3 separate regions of the Mus musculus genome follow, and all the other regions are linked to region 3. A link is a contact called in public HiChIP or PLAC-seq data. All regions are on one chromosome and are shown on one strand. Each heading gives the region's core, a stretch centred on a gene start, on an enhancer-like site or on the middle of the called end of the contact. The rest is flanking DNA. Distances are from core to core; before and after follow the strand shown.

The links. HiChIP or PLAC-seq counts read pairs in DNA pulled down with a chosen protein or histone mark.
Region 1: a contact with region 3 is called in a FOXA1 HiChIP or PLAC-seq map of pancreatic cancer cells. The contact joins two enhancer-like sites. A contact is called at or near these places in 3 of 15 datasets of contacts at CTCF or cohesin (CD8 T cells, embryonic stem cells and stem cell-derived epiblast-like cells), 33 of 484 Hi-C or Micro-C datasets (the AML12 cell line, the C2C12 cell line, CD4 single positive thymocytes and 18 more), 38 of 115 datasets of contacts at active chromatin or transcription factors (the HPC-7 cell line, SST interneurons, T-cell acute lymphoblastic leukemia and 25 more) and 4 of 9 other capture datasets (adipose tissue, embryonic stem cells, liver and 1 more).
Region 2: an H3K27ac HiChIP or PLAC-seq map of epiblast stem cells shows a contact between it and region 3. The contact joins two enhancer-like sites. A contact is called at or near these places in 5 of 15 datasets of contacts at CTCF or cohesin (CD8 T cells, the NIH/3T3 cell line, embryonic stem cells and 1 more), 48 of 484 Hi-C or Micro-C datasets (the 4T1 cell line, the C2C12 cell line, the C3H10T1/2 cell line and 26 more), 33 of 115 datasets of contacts at active chromatin or transcription factors (DN3 thymocytes, the HPC-7 cell line, Th17 cells and 19 more) and 5 of 9 other capture datasets (adipose tissue, embryonic stem cells, embryonic tail and 2 more).

What each region holds. Positions count from the first base shown.
Region 1 is chr15:77,798,123-77,802,751 of GRCm38.p6, forward strand. All of the region lies in intron 3 of Myh9 (myosin, heavy polypeptide 9, non-muscle), which reads right to left. Among named protein-coding and RNA genes, the nearest start is that of Myh9, 42 kb to the right of the region's middle. RefSeq lists an enhancer at 1-3,177. Within about 2 kb of position 2,654, at least 290 of the 459 cell types and tissues checked have an H3K27ac peak or open chromatin away from gene starts, as enhancers often do. A contact at or near this core is called in the C2C12 cell line, CD4 single positive thymocytes, CD8 T cells and 19 more, where this site is marked.
Region 2 is chr15:77,825,987-77,830,839 of GRCm38.p6, forward strand. The region is part of intron 1 of Myh9 (myosin, heavy polypeptide 9, non-muscle); the gene reads right to left. Among named protein-coding and RNA genes, the nearest start is that of Myh9, 14 kb to the right of the region's middle. Within about 2 kb of position 1,980, at least 62 of the 459 cell types and tissues checked have an H3K27ac peak or open chromatin away from gene starts, as enhancers often do. A contact at or near this core is called in differentiating embryonic stem cells, embryonic stem cells, embryonic tail and 5 more, where this site is marked.
Region 3 is chr15:77,902,075-77,906,982 of GRCm38.p6, forward strand. No RefSeq gene overlaps it. Among named protein-coding and RNA genes, the nearest start is that of Txn2, 24 kb to the right of the region's middle. Within about 2 kb of position 3,442, at least 201 of the 459 cell types and tissues checked have an H3K27ac peak or open chromatin away from gene starts, as enhancers often do. A contact at or near this core is called in the C2C12 cell line, CD4 single positive thymocytes, CD8 T cells and 23 more, where this site is marked.

The DNA.
Region 1 (4,629 bases), core at 1,404-3,903, 100 kb before region 3:
ATAGCTTTCTGTGTGCATGGCCTTGGGACATAGACTTAGTCGTCCAATGGCAGACTGACCGGGCAGATCACCCGCCCTCCTGTAGGTGAGCTTTCTAGCCGGCCCAATCTCAGCAGCACACAGTGCTGAGGACACACAGCCATCCCTATTCTATCAGGACTCATGCAGGAAGCAGGAACAGGAAGCCTTACTTCCCACACAGGCAGCAGCTGCCTCTGCCCCCAGCTGCAGCCTTCATTCTAATCTCCCAAGAAATAGCCACCAAGCCAGGCACTTGGGAGCCGCAGCAGAACCATTTGCTGTGGACTAAGGCCAGGCAGGGTGAACCATAAAGCTGACAAACCAAAACCAAAAAAAAAAACAAGAAAAAAGGAAACCATCTTGGAATGGGAGCCCCATCATCCCACTCACACCAATACCACCCCACCTCCCTGAGAACTACTCAGACAGAAGTCGAGAAGGGGGCACTCAACCTTCCTTCCCCTCACCCTGTCCCCCCACTCCCCAAAATGCATTCTTCAAGGCTGCCAGACAAGGACTGAGCCAGAGTGGAGCAGAGCCTGGGTGAGATGGCAGGAGGGGCTGGGGCCAGGCTAGAGGAGAGCTGGTTCCACCCCTTCTTCCCCAACAGCAGTGTGGCCCGCGAAGCTGAAGCAAGCATCTCTGTCATCCCAGGCCCTGCCCTCCCCCAGCAGCTCCCTGTGGTCGGCCCCAGCTGTGGCTGCAGGCGGGCATGTTTAGTCACCGCTCCGGAGCAGGCAAGAATGTACCTGCCTGTGCTGGCGAGGCACGAGCAGAAAGTGCCTGGTGCTACCATAAAAGGAAACATTCTCCATTCCTTTCAGAAGGCACTGTTTCCCAGGGCTGTCCAGGCCCAGGCCCTGGATGACTGGAATTCCTTTACGTGAGGAGGAGTCAGAGAATTATTCACTACTGAACAGGAAGCAGGGTAGCCAACCCACACGGACACACATGCACAAAAGCAGAGACATGTAGGCAGACGCACAGAGTGTGTGCCCTGGTGCACAAGAATATGTGCACAGACATCAAGCAGGAACTCAGTGCACAAAGCAGCACCTACACAGACTCCTGTGTGTAAATAGATCCACAGCATGCTATATACTTATGTACACACACATACAGGCCTGCATGTGCTCCAAAAGCTTAAAGCTCGGAGCCAGACTCATGAGACCTCTGCCTACCTAGGACCCTTAGCTCTGCCCCTTGACCTGACCTCTCCGCTGCCATTGCAGCCCAAACACAGGCTCGGAGGAATCCCAACCTGCTTCCTCAGACCCTGCTGAGCCACTGCTTTCAGAGATGCCCTACCAAGAGGCCTCCTCCTCCACCTGAGTAAGGCCCCCAACACTGAGCACGGAGAAGCCACCTGCTTAGAGTGACTCACACAGCCTCTAAAGCCTCAAGAGCCTTCCAACACTTTCTGGAAGTTGCAGTCTGACACCTGACCTCCTGGGTGGCCAAAGGACACCCTCAGCACTCAGGAAAGGCGGGTGACTCTTTCACAGCACTATGTTTGAAATCTGCTCCTGAGCTCAGGGCATCCCTTACAGATAAGGAAGTCCCAGCAAGTGGTAGGCCTAAGCCAGCTCATTCTGCTGCCTGCCATCCTATGTGTTCAGTTAGGGACATGGACACACACATGGGGACAAACACACACACATATACAAACACGCACATGCGTGCGCACCCAGCACTCAATAACCTTGCCTCACACTGTCATCTCTGTGGCTGAGTACACTCACAGGCCTCCGGAAGCCATTTATTTCTGCCCAAGTCCATACTTGGTCCTATGCGGTCTAACAGTTTATCTGAAATGCCCTTTTGTCTTTTTTCTACCCTGGGACCTGGAAGGTAACAGCCACCAGCATAACCTTATTCAGACACAGGCTCTGAACCACCAGGACCCCATCTCAGAGGATGTGGGCTGAGATAGGGCTGTGAGTCTCAGCCATGGTCTCTAGAACTCTCAACAGCCACAGCCTTTCCTCAGTCAGAATCTTGACAAAGCCCTGGAGCAGGGGACATTGGCTGGCAGAGAGCAGTTTGACTACTATTGGTCCATACACCCAGAGCAGTTAGAAAGGAAGTCATTAGCCCTGCCCTTGACCTCTGGAATGAGCAGGGTCTGTTCTGAAGACCTGTGGCAATAAATGCCTGAGGCCTACTCAGAACTCTTTCCTTAGCCACCCCCACACTACATCACCAAGCTCCTAGCAGAACCTTCCAGAACCGCAAAATAAATAAATAAATAAATAAATAAGGCTTGCATGAGTTAAACACTCAGCAGTCAAGCTCTTGCTGCCCCTGACTATATATATTTAAACCCAGAAGCCCCAAGGCTGGGTCCACAGAATGACATCAGAGCTGATGTGGCCACCCTGAGTGGACAGGTTTCTAGCCAACTCAGAAGACCACCTGAGGCCTGGGCAGGTGTTTCATCCCAGGCATTTGGAGTCCTACACACTGGGGGAGGGGAGCAGACACACTATGGCTCACTTCCTGTCAGAGGAGCAATGGCTGATTCTTGTCCATAAAAGGCTGTGAGGCTTGAGACTACTAGCACAGTGGTGACATCAGCCAGACAGGAAGTACAGGAGGAAGGGTGCAGGCAGCTACTACAACTGACTCATGGCTGGGCTCAGAGAGTGTACCTCCCTGGAGGAACTGTCACAAGGCCATAACTGGCTGAGTGCCTCCCTGAGGGAGCTCATCTCCAGGTCCACTGGGTTCTCTGGAGCTGAGAAGCAAATGTCAAGGCAGGCAAACATGCCTACCCAAGTCAGCACTCTGACAGGCAGCCCCCTGCGAATGTGCTCTGGAGAAAATTGCACAGCAGACCTGAGGACGGCTTACTGTGTAGGCAAGGCGACTGGCTCACCCTGAGCAGACACTGAAACTCCAGCGTCACCTCTCAACCCCATCTAGACTTCAGGAAGCCACGGCACAAAGGATTTTGCAAAGCATGTGAAATATGGGGCTCCAGTTCAAAGCTAGAGGTGGGAAGGCCTTAGAGTGGCCTGGGGATAAGGCCACAGATCCTGAGGGACCTGATGATTTGACTGAGAGAACTCAGGCCTTTGTCCCAGTAAAAGCACCAACAGGCTGGGTCCAACCAACCTCTATGCAAAGGCCACGGCCACTCACGATGAGAGCCTCTGATGCCATCTCCACAGCCTGATCACAGCTTGGGTGACAGGCTTGGGAAGCAGACAGAAAGGCGAGAAGAGAGGGTGTGAAATACCACTTCCTACTGATTAGCAGAGGTTGTAGACAGGCTGCAGAGGTCTTCTAGCAGACTCCAACGGACAACCCTTTAGGAAGGAAGCCCCTTGGGGGATGGAGAGTGACTCAGTGGTTAAGAGCACTGACTGCTCTTCCAGAGGTCCTGAGTTCAATTCCCAGCAACCACATGGTGGCTCACAACCATCTGTAATGGAACTTGATGTCCTCTTCTGGTATGTCTGAAAATAGCTACAGTGTACTCATATACATGAAATAAATAATCTTAAAAAAAAAGGAAGGAAGGAAGGAAGCCCTTTGCCATGGTCCCCCAAACACAGAGCGTGGTCCTGGACACACAGGTAGCTCACCGAGCAGCAATGCCCACTAGACAGATGATGGACTTGGGCCCACACCTACACTCTTCAGGCAGCCCTCCCTGCCTGGGTGATTAGAACAAAGCTCCAGAGATGACCTGCACTGTGCTGAAGCAAGCAAAGCCCTAAACAAGCTTTCTCTGGGCCAGATGCACCAGCAAAATTGGACTCTTCCCACTTCTCTGCCAGCAAAGCTGAGACAAAACGTTCTCGATGGCAGCCCACCTGGCACAGGCATCTCCAACAGGTTTCTGGCCTGGAAATCCAAAACCACATGAGTGCCCACTACCCATGACAAATGCACACCCCGCTGCCCCACCCCACCCAATAAGCTCAGAAGCATCCGTTAGAAGCATGAGGCTGGGGACGCCGCCTTGAAAATGCTGGGGCCTCCAGCAATCTTGCCAGTCTACTAAGAGGTATGCTGGAGGCTGCCAAGAAGAGCAGGCCATAGGAGCACAGTGGCACTCCCTCACCTTTCAGAAATACACCTACTACTGTATTTCTGGACCAGGTGAAGGTGTACAGACAAGACTATGAACAGACTATAACCCCCACCCCCACTCCCAATCTCTACTATCTGAACACCAAAAACATCTTAGGTCCTTGGGAGTCAACCCTGAGTTGGTACCCAGATCAAGATTGCAGGAACTTTATGTATGCAGGCTGCTCACTTTGACTTCAGGAAATTATCTTTGCTCATCTGATAGCTTTACTCCTGAAAGCCAATAGGGAAAGGAAAGCGGCTCTCTGCTCTGAACAGAGCACTGTCTGGCCCTAGTACACTGACTAGGCCATAGCCCTACCACAGTCTCTGCCAGAACCTAGGAGGGCAGGACACACACTGGTACAGCAATGCCGACAGCAGGCAAACATGGTCTGCCCACTGGATTTTACAGTGGATTTTTAAAAGACAAGTTTTGTGTATGTGTATGTCTATGTGCCTGGTGTCCTCCAAAGCCAAAGAGGGCACTGGACCCCCTAGAACTGGAGTTACGGACATTTGTGAGCT
Region 2 (4,853 bases), core at 730-3,229, 78 kb before region 3:
CCTCCTACTATGAACATATCCTGGCTCTTTTTTACAAAACACAACACTGGGGACATTCAGGCCTGGCCATCCTGCTTTGTAGCATGCTCTATACCCACAACCTCCATATGCATGTAGCAATAGCTACATAAAGGCCCAGATACAAGCCAGTGAGATGGCTCAGGGGAGAGTGCCTATTACTAAGCCTAGCACCTTCTTGACTTTGGTCATCAGGAGCTACATAGGATAAGGAGAGGCCAACTTCCATAGCTTTCTCTCACCTCTGAACAGACTCGCACACCCACACACATACACACAGAAAATATAGACCTAGCTACAGACACAGATATGTACACACAGAGACCTATACACCTGAACAGATACATACACACAAAGACACATGCCCAAAGACCTGGGTACAGACATACAAAGACATGTGCACACAAAGACCTATTTGCACACACTCATACTCCTGTACACACTCACAGACATGTATGTATACAGAGACATGTACTTACAAAGACCCAGTCACACACAAACATGTACCCAGATCTGTATACACACAGACCTGTTCAGAGTCGTATACAGATCTGGGTACACACGGAGATATGTGCATACAATGGCATGTGTAGATCTGTACTCTGAGACGTGTACACATGCAAACATGCCAACAGACTTAGCAGCACAGAAGTGTCCCCGTGATGTTGGGATTAGTGCAGAAGGCGATGCTCCTGAGTTAGGCTCTGCTGTCTGGGAGAGGGGTATGAATGAGCTTTGTTTTGTTTTGTTTTGTTTTGTTTTAATTTTTTTTTTTTTTTTGGTTTTTCGAGACAGGGTTTCTCTGTGTAGCCCTGGCTGTCCTGGAACTCACTTTGTAGACCAGGCTGGCCTCGAACTCAGAAATCCGCCTGCCTCTGCCTCCCGAGTGCTAGGATTAAAGGCGTGCGCCACCACTGCCCGGCATGAATGAACTATTTAATCACGCGGACTTTACCTTACTGAAGCCACCTCAAAGTACTTTATCCTGCTCATATTTCGGAGCAACCGCCCTTACACACGGCAGCCCTGTCAGCTAACTTCTCTTGGTATCCTGTTTCACCAGAGACAACTGGTACATGCTTGCTATTGGTGTCTGCACCCTGCAGTCTCATTCTCAGCTTCAGGGTCCTGCATCCAACCCTCTTGCTCCCTGCCTCCTAGGATGCAAGGCAGCAGCAGACACATGAAACATTTCAGTAAGGACCATAGCAGACAACAGATGAAGAAGAAAAGGCGCAGGGGTGAGTCTGGTCTCCTTATCCCATAGCAAGAGCAGCAGAACTGATTCTCAGGCCTGATACTGATATTTCCTGCACCACGGACTCCCCCTGCCAATCCCTTTGAACTTGATTCCTCTGAGGTAAGGCTCCTGGGAGTCTCAAAGGGGTCACACAGAATATACAGGAATTTAATAAGCCTGGAATTGTCATGACTTGAAACAAACAACTGATCCGGAATGTCCCTGTCAGTCTAGGCATAACAAAGCGGCCTGTAAAAGCGAAAAGAGCCTTGAGTCCTACCCCAGCGTCCAGATGGCCTAGGCACCCAGATGGCCCCAGCACCCAGACCTCTACTTAGGTCCACAACAGAGGACCGCATTCTTCACATTCTTGTCTGAAAGCCCAAAGAAAAGGGGTGGGCTGTAGGGAAGGGCTGGTATTTCAACCTAAAGATAATTAAAGCCCAAGACAGGTTTTCCAAGGGAAGTGCCCGTCCCCCCTCCGTCCCCACCCCCACCCCACTCCAGCATCTTCAGGTGCTTTTCACAGAAGGCTCCCAAAGTGCTCTATACTGCGGGTGCATGATAAAGCAGAGCCCTGCCACCTGCGAGCATCACCAGTATTCTCACATGCAGGACACACAGCTAAGCAGCAGCAGGAGGGATCCTTAGAAGCCTGGAACTCAACCTGTGGCCAGGGCAGAGGGTGCCACATGCTCCACAGTGTGGGACAATGAGGCATTCCTCCTGAGCACTTGGCTAAACAGTTACTTCCTCCTCCTTACCCTGACAGGGACAGCAAACAGTGCAGGCAGCAGGCTATGGGCAAAAGGCGGGCTGAGAACAGCATGCTCGCGGTAGCTAGCAAGAGAAGCCACGCTGGAGAAGCCAAAAGGCTGGGTTCTCTGAAGAAAGCAGGCTAAAACTACCAGCTCCTTCCTAACCCACCACACTCACCTGAGGTAGGATGTTAAGCCATCAGAACCAAAAGCCATGGGGGCACCATTGTCCATACACTAGGTGGGAAAGGCCACAGGAAGAGGATCTAAGCTCTCTTGCTGTCTACCTATGGCTTGTTTATTAGGTTCTTGGAGTCTCAACATGTCCTGCCATAAAATGAGAACACTAACCGGACTCCAGCCGCACTAACCTGATGGGACTGTTTCATACAGTCATAATGAAAAAGTAACATACAAAATAGCTTTCTGCATGTGTGTGGTGTGTGTGTGTATTCCTGCATGTGCAGAGGTCAGAGGTCAGCAGTGGGTTATCTTCTTCCACTGCTCTCGTGTGTGTGTGTGTGTGTGTGTGTGTGTGTGTGTGCGCGCGCGCGCGCGCGCGCTGGCAGGCATGACTGCACCACTTGTGTACAGTACTGACAGAATCCAGAGAGGGCTCTGATAAAGACAATTGTTAGCACCCATGTAGGTAGGGGCTGGGAATTGAACCCTAGTCCTCAGGAAGAGGAGTTGGTGCTCTTAATACTTTACCATCTCTCTAGCTTTCCATTATTTATTATTTATTTATTTTATTTATTTAATATATATGAGCACACTGTAGCTGTCTTCAGACACACCAGAAAAGAGCATCAGATCCCACTACAGATGGTTGTGAGCCACCATGTGGGAATTGAACTCAGGACCTCTGGAAGAGCAGTCAGTGCTCTAAACCATTAAGCCATCTCTCTAGCCCCCCAGCCCCACCCTCATTTGGGGGGGGGGGGGGTTCCAGACAGGGTTTCCCTGTTTAGCCCTGGCTATCCTGGAACTCACTTTGTAGACCAGGCTGGCCTCGAACTCAGAAATCCGCCTGCCTCTGCCTACCAAGTGCTGGATCAAAGGCGTGCATGCAACACCACGCCCGGCTCCCCACCCCCATTTTTAACAGAAATTTGTCACCGTACATGCAGTTCCCTAAGTAGGCACCAGGAATGTTTCTGTGTCTGCTTCCCCTGGCTAGAATTACAGGCAGGTACCAGTATATCTGATTTTTTTTGGATGCAATTGCTCAGGATCCTAACTTGGTTCTTTACCAAATACTTTACCAACTGAGTCACCTCTCCAGCACCTAAAGTAGATTTGTGTGTGTGTGTGTGTGTGTGTGTGTGTGTGTTTGTTTGAACTTGCCACTGGCCTGGGCAAAGCATGTGTAAAGATGCAAAGGGATCAATAAGGCTTCACTGAGCAGCAAACCCCTGAGGTATTGCTTTTTATCTCAGTCTACAGCTTAATGGGGAAAAAAAAAAAAAAAAAAAAAACGGACTCAGTGGTCCCACAACTTACCCAAGGTCAAAGAGCTTCAAGTGAGAGACTAGGATGGGGTCAGAAGCCAGACCCCCTCCCTATTCATGTAGATACTAGACACACACTTCATGGTAGTTAGGCCCCAGAAGCCAAGGAAATACAGCCACCCAACCGAGGCCACTGGAGCCAAGAGAGAGGGGGTTGGAATGAAACCTGTGTGTCTGACCAGTCAGGTAGAAACATGTTGTGTTCCCAGTCTGGCATGGGCAATGAACTTCACAAGGGTCCTGGTGGTGAGGCAAGGTCAGAATGGAGGCAGCACCTCCAGGAGAAGTAGGAGTGGCTCCTCAGTCAGGCTAAGTACTCAGCATGGAAGCTTTGAGAGTAGCTACTCAGCACTGGCAACCCAAGGACTGTTCGCCTTGCTGATGCTCATCTGGAGAGAGGCTCTACTCACCACTGGGGTGAACAACCTGGGCTCGCAAAGGGCCGATCTGACCATTAAGGGCTGATCTAAAGTGGAAGGGGACTCTGAGGGCTGCTTGGACAGCAGTCCATAGACTGAGCTGAGAGCACTCCATCCTACAGAGCAGCAAACCAAAAGAGGCAGGTTTGAGTGGTGCAAGGGCATAGTTCATAGCTTGGTTTGGTTTGAGACAAAGTTTCAATGTGTAGTCTTGTCTAGACTTCATTGAGTTCCTCTTATACCCAGCTAAGACATGAGAACCCAGCGGTTCTCGACCTTCCTAAACCTGTGACCCTTTAATACAGTTCCTCATGTTGTGGTAGCCCCCCAAAAATTATTTTTACTACATCATAACCGTAACTTTCTTACTGTTATGGATCATAATATAACTATCTGATATGCAGGATATCTGATATGCGACCCTGTGAAAGGGTGGGTCACATATCAAAGGGCTGTGACCCACATGTTAACGATCCTGTTTACAGATGACAAAAATGGGGATCTAAGCAGACCACCATCCCAGCGCTGGGGAGGCAGAAGCAAGTGGATCTCTGTGAACTCAAGGCCACCCTGATCTACATAAGGAGGATAGCAGCTCCTGAAAGGTATCATCCCCAGACCTGAAAAGGATCACCAGAATGTCTGGGCTGCACCAGGACAGCTGGGAACGAATGTAAAATAGTATAAACTCAAGAGATAATCTTTGGCCCACAATTACCAAGCCCAGTGTAAACAGGAAGTGAATAAAGATGGGGGGGGGGGCATGAGGCTAGGAGAGATGGGCCATAGTCAAGAGCACCTCCTGCTCATGCAGAGGCTCCAGATTCAGTTTCTAGCACCCACACGGTGACACGTAACCTTCCATAATTCCACACCCAGGAATCCACAGCTCTCTTCTGGGCTCTGC
Region 3 (4,908 bases), core at 2,192-4,691:
TTGCTTACATCTTTTTGGGGGCCAGAGTGTAAGAAGCAAGAGAGAGCGAAGCAAGAGAGCGAGAAAAACGAAACCCCTTCTATTTTAAAGAGAACAACCATTGCCTAGGGCGCATCACTCCCTGATTGGCTGCAGCCCATGGCCGAGCTGACGTTCACGGGAAAAACAGAGTACAAGTAGTCGTAAATACCCTTGGCTCATGCGCAGATTATTTGTTTACCAACTTAGAACACAGGATGTCAGCGCCATCTTGTGACGGCGAATGTGGGGGCGGCTTCCCACAGAGACTGGTGGGAAAAATAGGTGTGGGTGAAGGGCCACCTCCTAAGAACCCAAGAGAAAAGACTGGATGAACCAAGTGGGGTCTCATAGCCACTAAGAGGTGGAAATCTCAGACTTGAGACTAGATTTTTTTTTTTTTTTTTTTTTTTTTTGAGACAGGGTTTCACTATGTAGCCCAGGCTGGCCTCAAACTCACAGGAGCCTCTGCCTCCTGAATGTTCAAGTCTTATTTCTTAGCCAAGGCTATCCTGAACTCACTATATACCTCAGGCTGACCTCGAACTTGAAGCAATCCCTTTGCCTCATCCTCACAATACAGGACTTAGAGACACATGTCACCACACTTGAATCAAGTAAGTTATTCTATATACTTTAAAGGCAGGATTTTATTTAGCCTAAGCTAGACTCTCTGACTTATGTAGCCAAAGATGACCTTACATTTCTGATCCTCCTGCCTCCATCTCTGAGTGCTAGGGTTCCAGGCATATATCACCATAACCGGTTTACGCAGTGCTGGGGATTGAACCCATGGCTTGGTGCATGCTTGGCCCTCTTCCAGCTGAGAGCTACATTTTCCAGCTCCAAAAGCCTGTTTTTTATCTAAAAAAAAAAAAAAAAAGATTATGTATTTGTTTTGCAAATGGGTGTGCATTCGCGTGCAACAGCGCACATAGGGAGGTCAGAAGACAGCTCTTAGGAGTCATCTCTCTTCTTTTACCGTGTGGGTCCAGGGGATGATCATGAGGCCTGACGCTTGGTCCCTACCTGCTGATCCCTCTCACTGGCCCCTCCAGTTAGTTAATCATGATGGTGGTAGGACAGAAAAGCCCAGCATGCACTGGGGCAGTAGGCGTGAACTGATGAAACTCGTTTTAATGTTATGGCCTGTGCCAGGTTGTGAGGCAATGTGTTTCTTATTCCTGGTCACGGTCAAAGCCCTGAACAGTCACTGCCTTGGATCCACAGGACAAAGGGAGCCTGCTTGAGAGGCCTTTCCACTTGGCTGCAGCCCTCCTTCCTCCTTCCTGACGCCTGATCTTCCTGCTCACGTGGGGCCCACACAGCTGCACACATTTATGCCTGTTTGTTTCAAAATCCTCCTCTCAGCCTGAGAGCACCCTTTTCTTCACCCAGGGAGGCCTACCAAATGTCCCCAAGCAAGGCAATCTGTTATATTGCAGGCTCCCCTATATAATTAGCTGGTCCAGGGCAGGATCTGACAGGAGGTGGAGCTGGCTGGCTCTGATGTAGAGATCCAGGAAGAGATCAAATTGATTGAAGCTATGGGAGGGGACTGGCTGCCTTTTTGTTTGTTTGTTTGTTTGTTTGTTTGTTTTCAAGCAGGTCTTGTCAGTAGTCCTAGATAGCCTGGTCTTCATTACATAGCCCAGAATGACTCTTTGGTAATCCTCCTGCCTCCACCTCTTAACTTTGGTTGTATGTACCCTTACTGTTCATGCCACTGCATGTGTGTGCGTAGGTGTGTGGTGGGGACTGAATCCAGGGATTCTGTGCATGTGGAGGTAAGAGTCCTACAATGGAGGGTTCACCAGCTTCGCTATTTTCTGTTTCTAAGTCTCACTCTCCTGTAACCTTCACGAAGGCCTGGACTCCTTCACTGGACTATGCCTCCTGACTGTATGCTTAAGAGTTCTTGGGTGGTCCTCTAGCGCTTTCAAAATGTGTCAGGTGAAGAAACTGCAAAGGGTTCGCCTAGGAGGAAAGTGTACTGGATGCAGCAGACAGGTTGGAGAGATAACTCAGTGGTTTAGGACTTTGAAGCCTTCATATGACTCCTCAGGATCCATATGATGGAAAGTTGTCACACACAATAAAAAAAAAATCCATACAGTTTAAAACAGTGCAGCAGAGGGGCCTGGGCCTGGCATGCCAAAGATGGCAGGCATGCCCTGGGAAGAGCATGGCTTTTCTCCTGCAGGTCCTGGGGCCGTGGGAGTACATCAATGGCACAAGACTCAGGGGAGTCAGATTCCTAGCTTTCAGAATCCCTCAGATTCTGGGTGCCCTGGGACCAGGTGGGCAGTGAGAAGCAAGGCTGTCATACCCAGAGGTCTAGAGGCAGCTGAGAGGGAGTGTGCTGATGTGCCAGCATCTGTATGTAGCAGGTGTGCCCCACGGAGGCACAGCCAGGTTCCAGGCGCTCTTCCCTCCTTGCCATGGATGGAGAGGGACGAGGTGCCCGATGGTTTGCTCTCTCAGCAGGTGTGATGGCTTGTAGACACAGGAGGTGCACATAGCAAGCCTGAAGGTCATCAGCAAGCTTGCCGGTGTGCACTGTGTTCTGGGCTTCCTCTTCCTCCTCTTTACTCTCCTGTGTGTGTTGGGGGAGGGGAGAAGAGGCCCGCGCGGGGGTGGGGGGTAGGCGGAGGAGCCGGAGAACCAGAGACAAGCTACCTGTATCTCCAGTACTTAGGAGGTGGAAACAATCAGCGATTCAGAACTCCTACATAGTATATCCAAGGCTGGGCTGCAGATACTGAGCCCCTTTCTCAAACCAACAAAAAAGAAACGCTACATCACAAACGGACCTATCTCCATCTCCTGTCCCAAGGTTTCCAGTTTGAGACTTCTTTTCTTAAAAGGAGAGATTACTAATAAGAGCTGTACTTAACCTAGCCTTATTAGTCTTTCTCCTCGACCTTATTTAGGAGCGGTTGAGATATGAGAAATAATGGAGCCCGGGTCTGGAGAGATGGCTCAGCGATTAAGAGCACTGGCTGCTCTTGCAGAGGACCCGAGTTCAGTTCCCAGCATCCATATGATGATGGCTCACAACTGTTAAAACAGCCATCCATACAAATACGAAATAAAGAGGCGAGTTCAACGCCACTGGCAGAAGTTCTGCAGGTCAGCCATACAGAATGCTCTTTGCACCGGCCCCAGGCTCTCAGGTAACCCCCAGCATCTACTAAGCCCACTCTGGCCCACTGCTAGTTCTGGTTTTCAGGTCCTGTACCGGGGACATGCTGGCAGATGCCCAGCGTGCTTCCCCAGGCTCTTACAGTCCTTAGTGAGACAGGATTTTGCTGCACTTCCCAGCAAGTTGTGGTGGAGGCGGGGCCTTGGGAAGGAGCGCGGTCGGGCCGCTCGCCTTATTTGGGCAGGCGCTGCGCTAAAGGGCAGGGCATCCCACCCTGCTGGTTCCGCCCCCATGCCGAGCCCACCCCTGGGGCTCAATCTGCACAGAAATCCGGTGCCTGTCTTCTTCAGGCTAGGCTAAGTAAGGTGCTGGCTGGCTTTTCGATTTAACCTTCATTTCGCAGCAGCCGAGGAGCTCACTAGGTAGCTAGGGCAGGAGAGAGCTAATCTCCACAGTCAGAGAGAACTGTCCCTAACCCAGTCTGCCGTATACCGGGACAGACTTTCTCTAAGGGCGCAAAGAAGTCTCTAACCTTAGATTGAGCCCAGGACCTTGCTCCATCCGAAGTGTGTGGTTAATTTAATCCTTTTCGGCGCGCCAATCACAAGGGAAGTTCACCCCGAGACTACCTACTGGTCACTTTATTGCCATCTCCATTCAAACCTTCCCCTGCTTCGTAACAATCCAGATCTCTGTTTGATTCGACTCTCTGCTGCCTCAACTCTTAAGTCCTTCACATCCTTCACATCTCTTAGCTCAGGATACAGGCCTAAGCGTCTTTTTTTTTTTTTTTTTTTTTTTAGCTCTGGCTGTCCTAGAGCTCTACAGACCAGGCTGGCTTCGAACTCAGAGATTATAGGCGTAGACCATCACTCTCCCTGGCTCTGGCTCTTTTTGTTTTCCTTTTGAGACAGGGTCTCACTATGTAGCTCTGGCTGTCCTGTGTAGACCAGGCTTGTCTGGAACTCCTAAGAGACCTACATGTCTCTACTTCCAGAGTGCTAGACTGGAGGCACGTGCCAACATGCTACAGACCCTTGAAACTTGCCGCTTCTGGTTGCACGTGATGTTCCCTGTTTCCAGTCTGTGTACTGCTGCCCTCCCCACAGGCTGCTATTCTCTTGCACGCAGCCTTGCTCACTCATCCCTCAGTATCCTCTTCCTGACTTTTCTACCCACCAGCTCACCTTTCTGATCAAGCATTTGCGTTGTAGACATACTATGTGTCTTCCCCGGGGCCGGTTAGCCCCTGCTTGGCAAGCTGGTGGTCCGTTGGAATTTTTTGAGAAGTTCTTCTTGACTCAGTCACTGAGCTGACCCAACCCCACACCTCAACCCTGGCTGAGCCTGGGCCTGCTCTGTCTGATGTTAAGTAGGAGTTGGTGTCCGAGGGCCTCCTGCCCGGAAGGTCGTGACCAGTCATCTGGGGCGGCCGAGTGCTGGGAAATGCAGCCTCTAGAGAGGAGCTGGGAGGTCAGGCTCCGCTGAGTGGGTAGGGAAGGTCAGCTCACTGCACAGATCCTAGCCTTCCCCAGCTGCTGCCGGCCTGCTACATTCTCCGGGTCAGGCTGGCCTCTGCTTGTCCCTACAGCCCACAGAGGCTTAGGCAGGGAGGGCTACGCCCAGCCCTACAGAGTCCCTACTTCCTTTGCTGAGGAGGAGGCTCAGGGCCTGATAACTTGTGGTCAGTGGTCGGGCCAAGTGCTGGTCTAACACCGTGGTTACTAGGCACAGTCCTCCACCTG